2 separate regions of the Mus musculus genome follow, and region 2 is linked to region 1. The links are chromatin contacts, called in public HiChIP or PLAC-seq maps. All regions are on one chromosome and are shown on one strand. The core of a region is the stretch at or near the end of the contact, and the rest is flanking DNA. Distances in the headings are between cores, read along the strand shown. Region 1 has its middle 7.9 kb from the start of Gm38843. Region 2 overlaps 1700003E16Rik (RIKEN cDNA 1700003E16 gene).

Region 1 (3,451 bases), core at 242-2,741:
CCTGACAATTCAACCTAAAGCAACCTGAAGACACTGCCAACTTCCCATTCTGAACATACCTGCCCTTCCCCCTTAGAGCATGAGTTCTCATTGGCAATGTACATTTTTTTGGTTGGTTGGTTGGTTGGATTTTGTTGTTGTTGTTTGGTGTGTGTGTTTTCTGTTTGTGTGTCTGTCTGTCTCCTCCTTTTGTTATGAATTCCACAGAGGTAAGGGTTGGACTTGCCTGTTAACCTCTGCATGTCAACTGGATACAGTCTGTACACTCTCTGTATCCTTGATGCAGGAGTGGATAGATGAATGAATATTTACAGGACCAGGGGAAGGGGGCCGGCCTTACAGGGTCAGGGAAAGATGTCTCTAGGATCAGCAAGTGTATCTCTGAGAGGCCCAGCCATCAGAGCCCCCAGAACTGTGTGCTCACTGTTCTTCAAGTGGGATAAATATTAACACAGCACATTCGCCCTGAAGGTGAACCCTGCACAGATGGCCTTATCTGTTGATATAATCATTAGAAATGTGAACGAGAGATGAGGATTCTTGGCCAGCTCCTTGTTGAGCACTGACTCTGTCCTCTGATTCTCTGTTCTCTCAAATTCCTGAGTTCTGTCTTCAGTCCCTGCCCCCCTGGCCCTGGCCCTGCCCCTACCCCCACCCCCACCCACCTTCCCTTGGTTCTGTCTTTTCTCTGTCTCTACCCCTGTCTCTCTTTTTGTCTGTGTGTCTGTCTGTCTATCTGTGTCTCTGTCTCCCTTGGTTCTGTCTTTTCTCTATGTCTGCCTGTGCCGTGTCTGTGTCTCTGCCTCTGTCTCTGTGTGTCTGTGTGACGCTGTGTCTCTGTCTAGGTCTCACTCTCAGTCACTATCTCTTCTCTATGTCCAGAGGACACTTTTTCTTTATGGCCTCTGTATTCCAGAAGGATTTCAACACTCTGGTCCCTGTCTAGGTCATCTCAGCTCCAGGCTCCTGCGTTTCTGGTCCTGGAGACTGGAGACCCCCCACTGCTCCCTGACCTCTGCCTAGCTTGAGCTCCTATGACTCGCCTGTCTCCTCAGCCAGATACCTATTCCCTCAGGCTTTATGCAGTGATTCTCTCTCTCTTTCTCTCTCTCTCTTTCTCTCTCAATGGAGGACTTTTTCATTTCTCATGTCTTTGTCATCTGAGGAGTCAGACATTACTTTATCCCAAATGCTTAGAAAAACATTTTTCACAAGAGAAAACCTCCTTTCTCTGTGAGCCCTTTTCTGCTTCCTCATTAAACTTCCCTTTTGAAAATGCCTGTTTTGATTTGTGTGTATAATCAGCACCAATTAAAACTGTGACTCAGTAGACAACAGAATGACTGCTGATACGTGGATGGGTGCACATATTGATTACTGTTCTCCAGAAATTCTGTAGCTCCTATCTGTGGGCACAAGATTGAGCGGGTATAAAAGCTAAGCAGGGAGTTTCAGTTGCCTTGCCACACTTCCCTCTGCGTCTTGCACAACCTTTCAAAGACCGTCTGCAAGTTTCCAAACACAGGAGCACAACTGTCCCCTCCTCCATTTTGCAGTGTCTATAATCTCATTCTGCTCTTGGAACAACTCGTTCTGTATCATTAAGCTGAAACCTTTCTAACTTAACAGCTATCTAATGTTCTATCATTTGGACAAATCATAGTTGACACCAAGCTTTTGTTGCTGGGACAGGGTCTCACTGCGCCACACAGGCTGGCTTAGAACTCACTCTGTAGCTCTGGCTAGCCTGGAACTTACTATGTAGATCAGGCTAGCCTGAACTCATGGATACCTGTCTACCTCTGTCTCTGCTTCACATTAGAGTAAAATATGTTTTCTAGAATACCTTTTATTTATTCACCAATAATTTTATACATAGAAACAATATATTTTGATCATTTCTATCTTTAACTTCTGCCTCTTACTTCCCCTGGACACCCTCTCAAATCTCTCTCCATCTCTCTCTGTCTCTCCCTCCCTCTCTCTCCCTCTCTGTCTCTGTCTCTGTCTCTCTGTATGTGTGTCTTTCTCTATTTATTTATTTATTTATTTATTTATTTGAGACAAGGTCTTACCAAGTATTCCTGGCTAGCCTAGAACTCACTATGTAGATCAGGCTGTCCACTCATGCCTTCTGATTGCTGGGATGAGATGTGTATGTCACCTTGTCTGGAAAGAAAATGGAATATATAACATTACACAGATTCAAGTAATTTTGTAAATAAAATCTTAAGAATTAAAATGGTTTTAGTTTTAATTAAAACAGCCTTTGTTTTTATTTATTGGTGTGGGGATGGGTAGCTAGGAGGATGCAAGTTTGTCACTGTATGTTTGTGGAGGTCAAGAGACAGTTTGTAGGTCTCAATAAGTGTCTTGGGATAGAACTCAAGGCAGGTTCCCACCACTGAGCCATCTTGCTGGCCCCATTTTCAATAAAAAAAAAATTGTTAAATTTCCCTCTGTGAGAATATACAAAACTACTATCTTTTTCAATATAGCTTTCAATATTGTATTTTTTTTTCATTTGAATTGAAAGTGCCTTGTAATTCAAATTTGCATCAAGAATTCTTAAGCATATTTATTTATTTCTATTTTATTTTACTTTCCTGGCTGACCTGGAACTCCCTATGTAGATCAGGTTGCCCTGGAACTCAAAGAGATTAGTTTGTCTCTCTCTGCCTCCCAAGTGCTTGGATTATAGGAATGCACCACCATGCCTGGCTCATGCATGTATTTGTATGGCCAGAGAATTTGTCTCCTTTTCTATGATCTTTTCATGTTTTGACCATTTCTTCCCCACATGAAACAACAGTTGTTTTCTCATTGGTGTGTAGCAGCTGTTCACATGTTAAGTAAATGTTTGTGAGAGGTTTATCCTGAGGATTTAAGAGATTTTTAACATAACCAAGCTCACCTTTCTTGGAGACATCAGGCTTTTGTTGTGTGAAAACCTCTAATGACAAAAGTTCTTCTATGATCTTTCCCTAATAATTTCATTCTGAACTTTGACTGTGATTTATTTTGCCGTAAACGGCAAGAACCCACAGCTATGCCATGTGTGGTGGCACATGCCTTTAATCCCAACACTCTGGTGGCAGATCTCTGAGTTCGAGGCCAGCCTGGTCTAAAGAGTTAGTTCCAGGACAGTCAGGGATACACGGAGAAACTCTGTCTTAAAAAACCAAAAAAACCCAAAACCCAAACAAACAAACAAAAAAACCATTAATATCACCATCAAAAACCCAAAGCTTAGTGTGGTGGTTCATGCCTGAGGTCTCAGAACCTTGGGAGCTGGAAGACAAGGTTTCAGAAAGAGGATTGGGGGTGGGGTGAGTTGGAGAGATGGCTCAGTGATTAAGAGCACTGCCTGCTTTTTTTTTAAGAGGACTTGAGCACTTTTTTAAAGAGCACTATGTGGTGGCTCACAACTGCCTATAACTCCAGTTCCGGA
Region 2 (3,545 bases), core at 813-3,312, 370 kb before region 1:
GCGATGGCTCAGTGGATAAGAGCACTGACTACTAGCCAGCTTGATCTACAGAGCTAGTTCCAGGACATCCAGGGACATACAGAGAAAGCTGACAGAAAGTACCACATCTCAAGCCCCCTGGAAAAGTATGTACTGAGAAGCCTCCCTTTAGCCCTTGTCCCACCCTAGTATAACCTTCTTGCTTGCTACAGGTAATTGGTTTCTTGGTCATCTGGTAGATGTTTTAAATACAGGCTCTTATGAACACAGAGTTCTACTCCTTTCATCTCTTATGCAATAGGTAGTACAGTATAGAGACTTACATTCTGCCTTTTTTCCTTTATAGAATCTGTAAGGTTTATATTTTATGAGTGTTTTGCCTACATGTATGGTATGTCTGCACACCAGGCACATGGGAAAGACAGAAAAGGGCTTAGGTCCCCTGGAGCTAGAACTGGTTGGAGATGGTTGTGAGCGGAGCCATGTGGGTGCTGGGAATTGAACTCAGGTCTTTTGGAAGAGCTGCCAGTAACCACTCTTAACTAACACTGAGCCATCAAATTCAAATGAAGTGGGTAAATGTTTTCCGGTTATACAAGCTGTATTTGAAATCTCAGCACTTGGGAGGTTTAGGTATGAGGAGTTCAAGGCCACCCATGGCCTGACAGCCATCCTGCACTACAAGAGAACATCTCTTGAAAAACAGAGAGAGATCCTCATGTGTAGGTGTACATATTTATCAACTGGATTCCTCTAGTTACTTTGTTTCCAGTTGTATGCATGTGTGTTCATGTTTGTGGGAGCACACATGCGTGTATGTGCATTTGGAAGCCAGAAGTTGACCTGGAATCTCTTCCTCAATCACCCTCCTCCTCCTCCTCCTCCTCATTATTATTATTATTATTATTATTATTATTATTATTTTGAGAAAGGGTCTCTCACTGAACCTGGAATTCAATTCTGGCTAGACTGGCTGGCCAGCAAACCCTAGGGCTTGTCCCATCTAAACTTCCCCAGAATGGAGAGTATGGGCTGGGGGCTTATTTGCAGGTCCTCAATGCTTTGCTTTACATAGTAAGTGCTCTACTGGCTGAGCCAGCCTCCTGGCCCACTTTCTAGTCTTTTGCTGTTCCGTGTTGTGCAACCATGAGGGTACATAGGACATTTCACATGTGAGCATATTTGTGTATATATTAATTGCTTAAAATGTATTGGCTGTGTGTATGTGTCTGGTTGATACAATGTTTTTCTGTCATATGCAAAATTCTAGGTTCATTTCCCTGAACACAGGAGTAAAAATCAAACGGAAAAAAATAGGTGTTTCAATCCAAGATGAACTAATAAGCTCCAGGAGCTAGGAAAGGAGAGCGAATTAATGTGTGGACTCACTCTATGCTTATAATCACAGTTATGCACTTCCTCCCTTACTGAAAGGACAAAGTTCTGCCTGGGAGCCAGATTTACCTTACGGTCCTTCTATCTTCCCTTTTAACGAGTGTTTTGAGGACAGGGGGGGTGGGGGGTGGTGGAGGTGAGACAGAGAACGCTAGGGAACAACCTTATCCCTAAGCCTTGTCTCCTAAGCCATGACAACTGCGCCCCCTGGAGTCCCGTTAAGGAAATAAACAGGTTTGGAAGAAATGGCACCATCTTTGCCAGTCAGTTCCTGCGGCAATTCGTTTATTTTTGAGCAAGGTCCATTTCCCAGTGTGGAGGCTCAGGACCCAGAGTGGGGCACAGGCTTGGTGGGGAGCAGCCAGGCTTTGGGGGTCTCGTTCCTTATCTGTTTCATAATCACCTGAGGCTTGGACACACCTGTCTGGATGGGTTGCTGCTCAGGCGCCTGGGGGGTGCCTTCTTCAGCCTCCTTCCGGATGACAGCAGGATTGAGCAGCTCCTGGGTTCCCCGGTTCCACATACTCACACCAGGAACCAGCTTCATGGTTTCTGAAATAACCATGGGCTTCCAAAGCACTTGGGACGTAGCCTCGAGGACCTGGGGCGCCGCTAGGGGCCATCCAGAGTCCTCCTCCAAAGGTGTCACCTCCACAGGTTCCTGACCCTGTGGAGGCACGCGAGTCCGACCCGCCCACAGCTCTCCCAGCTGCTCCGCCTCCCGCTCCCAGCCACTTGGCCACTTAGCTAGGGGCCATAGTTTGGGGGTAGGGGTGCTGGCGACGTCGGGAGGGATTGGGTTTCTAGGGAGGAAGCGGAACCCGGGGCTGAGGAATGGCACGTTTGACCCGAAGGACGGTGAGGTTTGGGCCAAGTTTAAACTAGGATCCGGGCCCAAAGCACGGAATGTAGCACAACGCTGGAGAGGGAACCTTGGGCTAGAGACATGGGGTTTGGAGGGAGCACGCGAGCTAAGGGCTTGGGACTCGCATGCTGAGGTTGCGGTCCCAGCTTGGCTCCTGCGCGGGCGCCCGCGATATATTTCCAAAGGGTGCACTTCGAGGTCTGGGATCAGGACCTCGGCCACGGGGCGCACCCAGTGGCGGGGCAGCCGCGAGGAATCCATGCGCAACGTGGTGGTCTTGTGCTTTGGCCGCTCTCCCAAGACTTCAGGCTCCTGGAACGCGGAGGGCTCTGCCGGGGTGAGTGCACCGAGGTGGGACTCCGACCCTATCGGGCTGCTGTGGAGCTGGCCCTTGCTCTGCAAGCTCAGCCGGTCCCCTGCCGCGTCTGGCTGGGGCATGCAGAGGTAAAGATCCTCGAGCGACAGGTGTGAGCCGAAGGATGATTCCTTCTCAGAGGCCTGAAGACGGACTACTTGGGGCTGCTTCAGAGAAGACTGGGGGCTGTAGACGCGCTCGCCTTCCGCCGTAGATCGTAAAGACTCCTTCGAGGGCACAGCCAACATATGGCTTCCCTCTTGGCCGTGGGGTACTTCCAAGGCATCCCCGGGCTCAGCTTCCTCAAACGCCTCCAAGGTGGCCGTGGGTCTCGGGGTGACTTTGGGCTCGGCAGAAGGTTCTGAAGGTTGTGTCGGCTTTTGGGACTCTTTGTCCCACGATGAACCTAAAAGGAACTGGTCCGGGTTCCCAGGTTCCTGGGGAAACACACAAGGGTAATGAGTTGTTGGAAATGGAGGGAAAGGACCTCACTTCGTGGTCCTGAGCGGCTCCAGAGGAGGCTTCTGTCGGGAAGAGGCTCAGGGCTTGGGCTTACTTCGTTGTGGAACTGCTCCTCTACACAAACGGGCGCCGGTGTGTGCAGAACAGGCACGGAGCCCTGGGCCCAGGAATCCGTAGTGCATGCCAGGGGCTCCTCATCCTCTCCCCACGTGGGGTCCTCAGCCACTGCAGATTCTCCCTCATCTCGGGCCAGGAAGCGCCACTCAGTGATCTGCAGCATGGCCTCTCGGGCCTGGCTAATGGTGAATGGAACGCACTGTGGAAGCGAGGGAGGGTCTCAGCCTTGCCAGGAGAGGCAGGGTAGAAGATAGGTCTGGAAGACCCAGATCTAGGCCCACCTGCTGGGTCAGATAGACTTTGAAGGCACACTCCATAACTCGAGTCATAAGGTCAGCCAAGATGTCACCCACTACGTCCTCGCCCTCCTCC

What was found. HiChIP or PLAC-seq counts read pairs in DNA pulled down with a chosen protein or histone mark.
Region 2: a contact with region 1 is called in an H3K4me3 HiChIP or PLAC-seq map of bone marrow-derived macrophages, with 4 times the contacts expected there. The contact joins two enhancer-like sites. A contact is called at or near these places in 2 of 115 datasets of contacts at active chromatin or transcription factors (bone marrow-derived macrophages and large pre-B cells).

Annotation. Positions count from the first base shown.
Region 1 is chr6:82,795,526-82,798,976 of GRCm38.p6, reverse strand. No RefSeq gene overlaps it. Among named protein-coding and RNA genes, the nearest start is that of Gm38843, 7.9 kb to the left of the region's middle. Within about 2 kb of position 1,491, at least 68 of the 459 cell types and tissues checked have an H3K27ac peak or open chromatin away from gene starts, as enhancers often do. A contact at or near this core is called in bone marrow-derived macrophages, where this site is marked.
Region 2 is chr6:83,161,043-83,164,587 of GRCm38.p6, reverse strand. 1700003E16Rik (RIKEN cDNA 1700003E16 gene) reads right to left here. Exons shown (of 4, transcript NM_027948.1): 2 at 3,455-3,545; 3 at 3,151-3,372; 4 at 1,613-3,031. The coding sequence ends at 1,697. Among named protein-coding and RNA genes, the nearest start is that of 1700003E16Rik, 6.4 kb to the right of the region's middle. Within about 2 kb of position 2,062, at least 38 of the 459 cell types and tissues checked have an H3K27ac peak or open chromatin away from gene starts, as enhancers often do. A contact at or near this core is called in bone marrow-derived macrophages, where this site is marked.